2 separate regions of the Rattus norvegicus genome follow, and region 2 is linked to region 1. Evidence: chromatin contacts called from public Hi-C data. All regions are on one chromosome and are shown on one strand. The core of a region is the stretch at or near the end of the contact, and the rest is flanking DNA. Distances in the headings are between cores, read along the strand shown. Region 1 holds the start of Psmb7 (proteasome 20S subunit beta 7). Region 2 holds the start of Rpl35 (ribosomal protein L35).

Region 1 (6,366 bases), core at 1,758-4,257:
TGCATACATCTGTGTGTGGGGTACCCTCAGAAACCCCCCAAGAAAGCACTGGATGCCCTGGAACTAGAATTACAGGTGTTTGTGAACAGCCTGAAGTGAGTGCTGGGATCCAAACTCTGGTCCTTATGATTGTGCACTGAGGGCTCTTAACTGCTCTTATCCGGGGAAGGCTGTTTTTAGCTAGAGCCACAGGCAGCAGCACAGGAGAAAGCTTACACTTAAGAGGAATAGGAATAACATGAGAGAAAGAAGCTGGAACACACACTGCCTGAGGTCTCAAATATCACCCAAGAATTTCAATTTTACCTAGAAAATAATGTAGAAACATAACATCTCTCAAAAAGTTTTTAAAGAGGAGGAAAGGAGCATGATCAGCTCTGTGTTTTACAGAAGTATGGCAAAAGAGCCATACTTTTTTTACATCAGTAAAAAAAAAAAAAAAAAGAAGCAGATTCTGATCTCCACAAGATTTCTTGATCTCCACATGATTTCATGGCACAAGTGTGTGACACAAACACACACACACACACACACACAAACACAAACATGCACGCACATTCACATGAACACACACCACTGTAAAAACAAACAAAAAAGAACTAAGTGATTTATTCTCCATCTTCCCATACCCTATCGTACCTGTTATTTTATGGTATATTATAATTTTCTCTTCCATTTTTTCTTTACTCAGTTCTGAAACAATAAATCAAGACTGTCTAGCTAAAACTGCCCAGCTGAGAAAAAAGAACCCAAATAAAGGTCACAGCAGAGAGGAAAACAGGAGGGAATGGATTCAAGAGGCACATAGGAAGCAGAACTTTCTACCAACTCAAAAAGACTAAAGCAATAGGAAGACTTGGCCATGAGGAGTACAGGTGACCAAGTTATGTTTTCAACTATTTGACACAGAGTCTCAAATTCACTATGAAGCTAAGGATGGCCTTGAACTTCTGATTGTCCTGCTTCCACCTCCTCAATGCTCAAATCACAGGCTTCACCACCACTTCCCATTTTCTGCAGTGCTAATTGATGATAAAGACCAGGACTCTGTGCACACTACATAAACACTCTACCAGCTGACATACACCCCAGCCCAGAAACACATCTAAGGGAGTTAGAAAACACAGTCTCAACAGCAAGCAGGCTGCAGAGAGGATGCTGATAATGGTCCATTTTTAGTCCCAACGCACCAGAAGATTTTAGAGTAATTCAAATTCATCAATACTTACTAAATATTAGGAGATATGAAGTGAATTTTTGAACAGTTTTTGTCAGCAACAACCATCCCTTCAGTTGCTCTCGTGTCTGCTCCAAGAACTATTCCATCCTATTTTTAAAGGAAAAAAAAAGTTTTCAATAATTTATATACATAAGGAATTATTTAAGAAAAGCAATGTTGGCCATTCTCTGCTCCCATAATTCCATATCCCTAGTCAAAATTCCTACCAAAACTATTGTCCTACATTTTCAGCATATCCTTAATAAATGTTACGGCTAAATCCTCAGGTGATTAAGACTTATTTTCATCTTCAATCAAGGCTCAGAGATTCAGTAAATTCCTTACAAATCACAGATCTAAACTGGAAAGAAAAAACGTAGAATGAAGATCCACAATCTTTCCAACAAAATAACCACTTCTAGGTCAGCAAGGTTGTTCAGCGAGTAAAAAACACTAGCCCTGCAAGTCTGTTAAACTGACTTCCACTGCAAGAACCCACATGAGGCTCAGAATAGACTCCACCAAGTTGTTCTCTGACCTCTCCACTTTTCCCATAGCATGTGCACACACACCTATACAGAGAAAAATCAAGGAAACAGCTACCTCTATCAGTTTTTGAAATGTGTCTCTCTTTACCCATTAACAACATTAATCACTAGCCTTTATGATTTTTACAGTTTATTTCAGGATTTCTCTCCATTTGATGGATGGAGTTTTAACTCTGTGAAGAAAGCTGAGGGCAGAGTGGCCTGCCAGTAATCACTTAATCCCAACGTTCCAGAAGCGAATGCAGAAGCAGGTAAATCTCTGGGAGTTTAAAGCAGCCTGATCTACCCGTTATGTTCCAGGGCAGTCAGGGCTATATAATGAGACCCTGTCTCAAAACAGGGGAGACTGAACTGTCCATGCAGTTCAATAGAAGCAGTATAAATGCATTAAACATCTAGACTAACCAATTAATCCCAAATTCTGTGCTTTCCCATTATATCATCCCGCTTCCTAGAGCACCTTAGGAAAAACCAAATTGCCCTCACATCTAAAACTTCAAAATGAATAAATACAAACTATTTAATGGGTAAAACCTCCTGGTTAAAGCATTTCCTAATAAAAGCCGTTTTTTATGATGCACCCTGACATTTGCACTGGCAGATCTAGCTGGAAGTTTGAGTCCAAGTGGTCTAACTACTGTTAAAAGGTCAGTTACTGCTACGGTCGGCCTATCTCGGCTTACCTTATAGACCACCCCCGCGATGGTAGTGCCAGTTTTCCGAGCTTTCGGAAGTTTGAACCCCTTTTTTGCAAAATCAGCTTCCAAGACCGCATTCCTAAGGGAAGACACAGAAAGCAAGTGTTAGAGGACAAGACCACTGGCGCGAAGAGTGGGTGCTTAGGAGGGAACTCAGTTTGCTTCCACCCTCGTCTGTTTACTGGATTCTCCCATCATCAGCACCATCCGCGAGCAAGAAGAGACTGGGGCTATGACCCCCGCCCCACTAAAGACACAGGAAGGACCAAATCCTTACACACAGGCAAGGGGAGAGAGCCGCGCCGGTCTCAGAAGCAGCCCACGCTGGGGCCCGATTCCCTGAGTCACTCGGCCGCGGGCATCATCCCCACGCTCGCCTAAGGCCTCCGACCTAGGCCGCAGCCCAGCTCCGGCACGACCCCGGGTTCGGAACTCCTACTCGCGTCCCGATCGCGCCCCTGAGCATGAACATACCTGCGGCAATTATCAAAAGAAAAGCCTCCGACCGGTGCCTGAAACACCGACACAGCCGCCATCTTCCCAAGAAAGTGCTTCCGGGCCGAGGGCGGAGCAACCAAAAAGAATTTACACTTCCGGCGCAGCTGGGGAACAGGATGAAAGGGCGGGGCAAACTTGGAACTGGCTTTATTGGGCATAGAGTTCCTGAGTTCTCCTGAGTTCCTAGAGAGGCTCGGATCTTTGGAACATTTTGCCTCAAATCCTGGGGAGAGGAAACTAAAGACCAGCCGAAGGGACAGTATTTGTTAAGTCAGATAAATAAAATTCCCCCAATTACCAAATCTCCTGGCGCTCAGACCAGATCTGTTTCTACCGTTAAATTAGAATCCCTCATGTTTCAGGGACATCCACACACCCCAGGTCCCAGCCGCTGAGCAAGTCCCTTCAACTCCCTATTTCCTCCTGTGCGGCGAAGCTTTCACCTTCCTCAGAAAGCCAGACACATGAAAAGATGTTTCACGCCACGAGGCATGAGGGAAATGCAACCCCCAGCCCCCAATGAGATACTTTGGACCCACTACAACGACTGGAGTCGGACAGAGAAAATCACAAGTGTTGGAGAGAATGTATAAATTTAACTCTCATCTGTGACAGGTGGGAATGTAAAATGGTCATCTGCTCCGCAAAATGAATTGGATCTTAAACCTGAATTGTCACTGAAAAACTAAGTTCACAAGTGCTTCTTCACAAATAGGCATAGCAACGAGGGTCATAACAGACAAATCTGGAAACAGCAAAAATGCCCATTGACAGATGAATGAATAAACAAAATGTGATATATCAACATAGTGGAATAGTATTGGGCCATGAAAGGGAAGGAAATGTGATACCAACTAAATCAGGGGTGAACCTTGAAAACAATTTGCTAAGTATAAAGAGGGTAGGCATGGAAAAAAACACATTGCATAATTACATTCACATGTGATATGCATGTACATTCATGTGTAATCGAGTTCACATGCCTGTGAGTGCATGTGGGTGCATGTATATGGAGGCCCAAGGTTAATGTTGGGAGTCTTCCATTACTCTCCACCTTACCTTTGAGGCATAGTCTCTCAGTTGAACCCAGAGCTCACCAATACAAGATGGTTAGCCATCTTGCTCCAAGGATCCCTGCCCCTGTCCTCTGAGCACTGGCATTACAAGTCAACCGATACACCCACCAGCATTTACATGGATTCTGGGGATTCAAACTCCAATCCTCATGCTTGCATAGCAAGTTGTTCAACTTCTGGGCCATCTCCCTAGCCCTATACAGTTCCATTTGTATGAAGTATCTCAAAATAGACAAATCCATAGAAGCATAAAGTGAATCAGTAGTTATTAGGGCTGAAGAAGAGGCACGGGATTGTACAGTGGGCACAGAGTTCAAAATGTTATTCAGCATTATGAATGCAATGTTATGTAAATTTTAACAAAATCTCCTACTGAGAGAAATGTAATGCTTGCTGTGGAAGTCAGGGAAAAAATTTAAACTTACTTAGACAATAGGTGACACCCTCCACGACTATGAAATTAATTCATTTGCAAATATTTATTAAGTACCTACTATGTGCCTAGCATAATGAATGAATGAATGGCATCCCAAGGGTCTAGAACCAGTGTCTCAACTATGATTTTAGTAAATGTTCACTACAAATAAAGTTCTATCTGATTGCATCTCTGGGTCTTTTGAAATAAAATAAATTTAATTTTGAAGCCCTACCCCTTGTGCTAAGAATAGACTAGGAGAGTGGGTCCTAATCCAGTGTAGCTTGAGTCCTTGCTTGTTGACAGCCACAGGTGAAGATAACAATTCCTTATAATGTTTCTGCGGCTAGGAAATACAAAGGCCGCCTGTCAAAGCCCCAGAAAATAGACAATGGGCTGGACCAGACCCTCACACATGACCTCAAAAGGAAGTCACAGTCCTAATATTTCCAAACTCCTGAACTGTAAGGCAACTTATTTCTGTTGCCTATGCCATCTGGCTTAGAGTAATTTGTTATGGCTGCCTATCGAAGTCAGACACATCACAAGTTTACAAGCCACAGAAGAGAAAAACTCAAAACAAGTCTCTCTGGTTGGGAGTGGGCTGGTTTAGAAGCCTGAGAATGTAAGCTTATGAGATAAACAAGAGGAACAGATGAGAAATAACAAAATCAAGTTTTAGATGCGGCTTTTTGCGGGGACAGAGTTCCGAGCCTGCAGCAGAAGGAGGAACTACGGTGGGAAGATGACTGTGTCCTCCTGTGGGGTCTGACAGAAGCTACGGAGCCCACTATTTTCCTGCCAGGCTGATCTGAGGAAGTGTCGTTGCCTCTGGAGATGGTCGGCAGAGCCCAGCAGAGGGCGACTGGGAGCCTCGAGGAATCCTGGGAGCACACAGTAAGTGGCTGAGCCAGGGGACAGCTAGTGAGTGGCAGCTCCAGGCCGACCAGGAATCAGCAGCTGCATTTCCAGCCATAATCGGTAAAGCTCTAGGCCCATCGCTAAGAGCCCTGCTCAGCTTTCTTGTTTAGCTTCAGTGCTGTTCCCTGGAACTGCAGCCCCGTCCAGAATGCTCATCCTTTGTCCTGGACACTGCCCCACTTACTCCTTAACTACCAAGGGACTGATTAATGAAGCCACTGCTTCTGCCCTAGGTGGCTGTGTGATCTCAGGGAATGTCTCAATTCCCAAATAGCACAGTAACAGCCGACAGTCATGAGCAGACTCAAGGTCCTGATCTCTGTCCTATAGACAGGATCTCGGGATTGTCTCAGGCACCGTAAATGTACAAGACAGACACTGGGAAAGCAGATAACATGGAGACAGTCACAATGCCTGCCCGTGGGAAACTGACACACTCTAAGGACCCACTGTCATTTTTGTCCAACTACGCAAATGAGTCATGGAAGGGCAAAGTCTTAGCTCAAGACCATACTGTTGATGAATAGTGGAGGTCAAGATTCACCCTCACATCAATCACCTTTACTGTCAGCCCTGACATCTGTAGTTCATCTGCAACACTGGCTCCAGAATCTGTTGAGCTCTGACAAAAGTAAGGTTTTCTCCTCCCCAGCATCTACCCTCTGTCAGCTCCTAACCAGCCATGTGATGTCAGGTTCATCTTTTTTTTTATCTCTTTGTAGCTCCGTTTTTGTTTTTTTTTTTTTTTTAATCTATAAAATGAGAAAACATTGCAGTCTCCCAAATGCTTAAGTGTGACATGAACACCTGTTAACACTTCACTCATTCACTCATTCATTCATTCATTCATTCAGATTTTATTAAGACCCTCCTTGGTGACAAACTTTGTGCAAGATCATAACCTTGAGGGGTATTGTTCTAAGGACTATTTGTCCAGTTCTCAGTGCTAAGTGGCTTAAGGGACACGTTGCAAACGTAGCTAGAAGGCTTC
Region 2 (6,366 bases), core at 1,975-4,474, 340 kb after region 1:
GGCCCATGCCTGCATTTTCACTCCAAATGGCAAACTCTTAGTGTCAGGGATTGCTGACGCGACAAGATGACAAGTCTGCTGAAAGTCAAGAACTTCATCCATGTAACTTACCCACAGGCCTAAGGTAACTAAGCCACCAGATCTCCAAGGCAGGGACTACCTAGCCTATCCCGTAAGGTGGTTGTCACCTGCTGTAGGCAAGCGATCACCTAACCTCACCCCCTGGACCCTGGGCGGCCAGTGTCAAACAGGAAGCAGAGAGCTCGTCAGTTTTGGACTTTATTGTTATTGTCGTCGTCTCAGGCCTTGACTGCGTACTTGCGCAGTGGGTACAGCCGCTCCTTCCGCTGCTGCTTCTTGGTCTTCAGCTTCTCTTCATGCTTGGTGAGCCGGCGGCGCATGGCTCTTGTCTTCTTGGGTCGCAGGTCCAGGGGCTTGTACTTCTTTCCCTGGGACAGAAATGACAGGGTGAGCCTGAGCACTGGGGGCTCCTGGGAAGATGTGGAAGCAGGTGAGCACACAGGACACAAAGTTGGACTTCTCTGAGCAAATGGCAGGGCACTGAGACAGCTGGGGGCTGTCAGTAAAGTACCAGAGGGTGGTAGGCCTAAAATTTGCACACCAAGCTCCCCAATTTCAAGACTACAAGGGCCAAGAGGGGGCTAGGCTTCAGTTTTCCTATGCATCACCTAGTGACTAAGTAGAAAGTCACAGCACAATGGAAAGGGCACTCCACACACACAGGCTCTGTGTAGCTACTGCCTGGCTGACCCACCAGGCATGGCTCATCAATGCTCTAGGTAACACCGACCACAGAAGGCTTGGTCAAAGTCACCCTGAGCTGTTAAGGGAGCTCTCACTTTCCTCTATCTCCTAGCCCTTCCCGGGTGTTCTAAGCAAGACAGTCCCTTAGTTCCCTCAGGGACCAGGTCCTGTGGGTCAGATCCTTACATGATAAGGAGAAGCAGCGCTACCAAGAATTTCAAGAGGCAGCAGCCTCCAAAACAAGCTCAGCGGCCTGCTGAAAATGTGTAACTGGGCTTCCTAGGAGTGCCTACTCCTGCCTGCAAAGGGGCAGGCACAATGGGTTCACATCCCCATGCACCAAGCTCCTGCAGGTGGACAGAGGACCCTAGAAAGCTCTACAGGATAAGGTGAGGAGCCACACCAGGCAGGCTTTCAGTCATGTCAACGTCACTTATCCACTTAGAGTTCTCTCCACAGAGCAGCCAAACACACCTATGTCCTGTTCATTCTCCAACAGTGTGAACAGATGGCAAAGATCAAGTCTAAGTGTCCACACAGCACGGTGCCTTTAACTCCAGCAGCTAGAGAGGCAGGCAGAGGGGCCTCTGTGAGTTCTAGATTACCTGGTGTAAAAGCAAGCAAAAACCCAGAGCCCACCCTGGTTCTTTGTGGACTGGAGGTAGTTCAGTGCAGGTTTACACACTGATGTCTCCGGACAGACACACAGACACACTGCTGAAAAGCCACATGTGTCAGCACTAGCAATGAAGCACAAAAAAGTTCAAGGTAAGTTCCACTGCTCAGGGGTGAGGTAAGGTCCCCACACATCAGTACCGAGTGATAGGTATCTTGGCTCTAGCATCTCCGAAATTAAGAAACTGTACTTCAGACGTGTCTAATCCAAAATGTCCCTCCTGGGCGGTTGAGTCACACCACAGACAGACAACTTTCTGACATGCCAAACCCCAACATTAGGTAAAATTTGCAGAGATGTAATTCAAGACACCACCAGATGGCTTCAATTAAGTGGGATTATCTTAAAATGACATGGCTCCCCACCCCAATCCTTCTGGAGACTAGCTAACTACAGGAGTCGATTCCTAGTAAAAACACGTTAATCTGAAAGCACTAACAGTTATGACAAACATCTTGCAACCACCCAGCAATACTCTTAATGTCCTCACGATACGGTTCTGAAGAGAAACTTGGGGGGGGGGGGTCCCTGTCTACCAACTGTAGGTGTCCATGGGTAACCCAACCTCCAAGTCTTGGAACAGAAGGTGCTTGGCTGTGAGACAGACATACTGAGACAGTGAGACACACTAAACAGCTAGCTTCACCTCAGGCTAGGGTCCCAGTTTCATCTACCACACAGCTGAGCCCAAAGCTAGCGCCCAGTCCACCCTCCCTTCTGACCCTCTGACACCAAGAATCCATGTCAGTCCGGAAAGCTGGTAACTGTGCAAACTCAGCCAGAGGGCCCAGTCTCCCAGTGCTCACCTTGTAGAATTTCCTGAGGTTTTCCTTTTGAGTCTGATTAATGACAGTGAGGACACGGGCGATGGATTTGCGTACGACTCGTCTATAAAAATAAACGGCAGTGAAGATCAGGCAGGCACGTACAACTCAAGTCCCTCCTATCACCCAGGAGGTAAAAACCCCAGAGGTAAGGACAGGTTTGTCAAGAGGTACACGTGGGGACTTAACGCAGATTCGGCAACGAGGAAAGACCTTTACACTCAGGCCAAAAACTGAGGCCATGCCTTCAAGTGTTAAGTAATCACAAATTGAAGGTTCAGGCCGACAACAGTTGATTTTGGTCATGGTGATGACAGATCACGTCCGTGACTGGAACACATGGTCTCAGCACATATTTTGTCTCTTGCAAGCCTCCCCTGGTCCAGTCTCACTACAACCCATGTGAGGGGGCACCACCATGGCCTTTTCAGGAAGGCCCTACTCTCTCACCCAGTTCTTCGCCAAGGACAATTGGGGGGAAAAGACGCAGGCACTAAGGCAGGGAAAGCCCCAGCGAGGGCCTCAAGGACCACTTACATCTTGGAGAGCTTGGACGCGGCGCCGCCTGTCACTTTGGCCACGCGAAGCTGGGACAGTTCCACCTTCAGATCATCCAGTTGTTTCAACAGCTCCTCCTTCTTCTTGCCGCGCAGGTCCCGAGCCTTAATCTTGGCCTGCATGAGAAGCGTCTCTGTGGGTCACTGAGCGGGAGCTCTCGCTTCCTTCGCGGCCGACCAAGGAGGGACCGTGGCCGCGGCGCAAGCAAGGGTAGGCGGTCAGAGCCGGCCCGAACCAGGCACAATCATACAGATTCGCAGGCCCTGCGGCTCCCTGAGTCCCCCACGCCCGCCCCGCACCCCGTGCCGCTGTCCCCACGTGTTCCCGGCGCCCGATGGCACCGGATTCCCTTTGCCTCACCATTGCTGCGCTGTTCGCGGATGAGGCCGCCCGGTTCGAGAGAAAGAGGAAGGGGCGGGGCCGACTTCCGCCACTATAGCCACTGGTGCCGAGCGCAGCCAATAGCGTTGCGGCGTGGGAGGCCCTTTCTGCCTGTGCGCAGTCGCGTCAGTGGTGCCCTCCGCTTCCGGGGAATTCTGCGGTACTGAGGTTGGCTGGTCTCTAAGCAACGCAGCTGGGGAAACTGAGTCTCCGGATGAGCAGCTCCTGGCTGGCTGAAGATAGCGCCGTGAAGGCTGCAGTTCTTCCGTTAACTTGCATTTTCGGGAAGCCTGAAGTTCCCTGGTCTGTGCGGGTCTGAGCTAGCCGCGGGTCGTGTCAGGGAGCGGAGGGCTTGAGATGTGAGTTTCAGACAGGGTCTCACCTTAAATCCCTTCCTAATGCTTAAAGTACAGGCGTTTACCACAATGCCCCGTGCGAGTGCGAGAGAGCGAGCCAACTAGCATGTTTGGAAGTTAGAAAACAACCTGTGGGAGTTTGTTTTCTTCCACCGTTCGGCGCTCGAATGCAGATGGTCAGGTTCTACGGAACCATTTCGCTATCTTTTTTTTTTTTTTTTTTTTAGTACAAGGCCTCTATATATACCCTGGGCTTGTTTCGTACCCAAGTTTGGCATCGAAAGTTCGACACCACCTGGCAAGGGTCACAATAGAGTCAAACTCCAGCAAAAACTGATGGAGACGTAGTACAAATCTCATCCCCAGATTTTTTGGCATTTCCGATTATTGCTTTAGGTCTGGGCATGGAATCAGTCTTGTGACTCCAGCGCCCAGGCAGTGGAAAAGGAGGATCCGGAGTTCAGGCCTCCTTCATACCCTGATTGTATGAAGGATTCCAAGACGTGCTGAGTTTGGTTCCGTGGTAGTGTTTGCCTGGCTTGCACAAAGCTGTGTCCAGTCCCCGGCAGCTGTTATATGAGTAAATAAAAACTCCGAAACAAAATCAGAGCCTTGCTTTATTGCTAGTACTAGTTGATCTTGGCGAGTCCCTTCGCGTCTCTGTTAAGTGTATTTTTTTGAGGGTTAGAGGAACTAAACAAAACTTTCGAAGCTCCCAGCTAAGACCTGATAGGTAAAGATCGAGGAAAGTATCAGTTGGTATTAACATGGTTAAAGAGCACATAGCCCTTTACCCACAGTCCCAGACAGACCACCAGCATGTAGATCAGAGCAAAGCAGACTAGATGTTAGGTTTCAGTAATAAATGACCAAACTGACCAATCAGAGCCCTTTTCTTTGCCAAGCTCTTGCAGCTGCCCTTTTCCCATCAGTTTCTCAGCTGTTGTTCAAGACATGATGCTGATAGCCGACCAGGGACTCAGGGTACTGTAATGAACATTTTTTTAGTCACCACCCACCCCAAGAGTAGCAGCCTAACCTTGTATCCTAAGTGCTCTTACGTACCAAAATGAGTTAAGCCATGTGTTTGTGTGCCTGTTTCCAGAGCCAGTCTTGAAGGTCTCTGAGGGTTTAATGCTCTCTAGGCCCAGGATGTGGGTCCTGCTTGGATAGAATGAATTAATAAGCCTTTTGTAAGTGGGATAAGAGGAAATGAGCAGAGTGTGGATTAGTTTTATCCTTTTTTTTTTTTTTTCGGGGAGCTGGGGACCGAACCCAGGGCCTTGCTCTTGCTAGGCAAGTGCTCTACCACTGAGCTAAATCCCCAACCCTGTGGATTAGTTTTAAATGGAAGTCTAAAGATACAACTTACCAGATGATCAGGATTCTACTAGAGTTATGATTATACATATTTCTGGAAATTTTTTGTGGTGCTAGGATTAAACCCAGGATTCACAATGTATTTTTAATTCCCAGTGTATTGGGGTTACATCCTCATATTTGAAGACAAAAACTTATAGGTAATTTATTTTTACATGGCACATGCAGTGCCAACAGACGTGACTGGATCACCCTGGAGGTAGAGCTGCTATGTAGATGCTGGGAACTGGGAACTGAACCTAGGTCTTCTCTAGGAGTAGCAAGTTTTTTGTTTGTTTTTTTTTTTTAATTTTGAGACAGTTTCACTGTGTAGCCTTGGCTGATCTGGAACTATGTAGACCAAACTATCTAGAACTCACAAGAACCTCTTGCCATTGCTTCCTAAGTGCTGGGATAAGAGGCATGTGCCACATTACTGGCTGTGTGCAGCAGGAGCTCTCCAGCCTGGGACTTGTTCTGAGGCAGGGACTCACTAAATGCACATAGATGGTTGATCCTCTTGGCTTAATCCGGAGAATCAGTATTAAGGGAGTGTACCACCACATCAAATTTCATATCATGATTTAAAATCCTATCTGCCAGCCACTGGTAGTACATGCCTTTAATCCCAGCACTTGGGAGGCAGAGGTAGGTGGATCTTCAGAGTTTGAGGTCAGTCTGGTCTACAGAGCAAGGTCCAAGACAGCCAGGGTAAAACAGAGAAACCCTGTCTCAAACAAAACAAAAATCCCTTTTGCCTGATGAACATCCATGAACACAAGCTAGAACATTATTTCATTCATTAGTTTATTTGAGGCTATTTACCTGTCAAACCAGTATTTCTGGTATTAAGTTCCTTCTGACCAAGATGTTCTAAGGGAGGGACTGGAGTGATGGCTGGGCAGTTAAAAGCACTTACTGCTTTTACAGAGGACCTGGGGTTCCATTCCCAATAACCATAAGACATGGTGGCTAGTAACCATCTGTGTAATCCCAGTTCCAAAAGGATCCCACGTCCTTTCCTGGCCTCCAGCAGGCAATACACCCAGGTGGTGCTCAAAAATACTTGAAGACAAAATATTTAAGAAAAATAATAAAGTTGTTCTGGGGATATGAATTCCTGCTATCTTCTGATTAACTTGCGCCCCTATTACTTCTTAGGTATGAGGCAGGACTACATTCAGGATCTGAGTCTTTATTCAGCGTGTACTTGCCCCCATGGGAGCTTGCCTTTAGCATCCCAAGGTTAGGGTGCATCAGCCTGGAAGTTTTTGATTTGAAGTTAAAGGAGAACTATGTAAAGCAAAACCATGTTTCACCTGATTTTTGTTCGCGTTCTATTAGGTGAAAATATAATAGCTTTCGTATAATTACAAAAAAAAGGATTCATTTTAGCCTACGGTTGAAATAAAGAGAAACCAGCATCCCAAGCGTCCGTCCTAGAAGC

What was found. A called contact is a pair of places that touch in the nucleus more often than the background predicts.
Region 2: a contact with region 1 is called in a Hi-C map of Schwann cells, with 5 times the contacts expected there. The contact joins the promoter of Rpl35 here to the promoter of Psmb7 in region 1. A contact is called at or near these places in 3 of 12 Hi-C or Micro-C datasets (Schwann cells, liver and mammary epithelial cells).

What each region holds. Positions count from the first base shown.
Region 1 is chr3:42,824,463-42,830,828 of GRCr8, forward strand. Psmb7 (proteasome 20S subunit beta 7) reads right to left here and starts at 3,008. Exons shown (of 8, transcript NM_053532.1): 1 at 2,940-3,008; 2 at 2,451-2,544; 3 at 1,230-1,327. The coding sequence starts at 3,001.
Region 2 is chr3:43,162,697-43,169,062 of GRCr8, forward strand. It overlaps Rpl35 (ribosomal protein L35), which reads right to left and starts at 3,225. Exons shown (of 4, transcript NM_212511.2): 1 at 3,184-3,225; 2 at 2,803-2,939; 3 at 2,248-2,329; 4 at 264-449. The coding sequence starts at 3,186. The coding sequence ends at 300. It overlaps Wdr38 (WD repeat domain 38), which reads left to right. Exons shown (of 9, transcript NM_001399335.1): 9 at 1-269. The coding sequence ends at 70.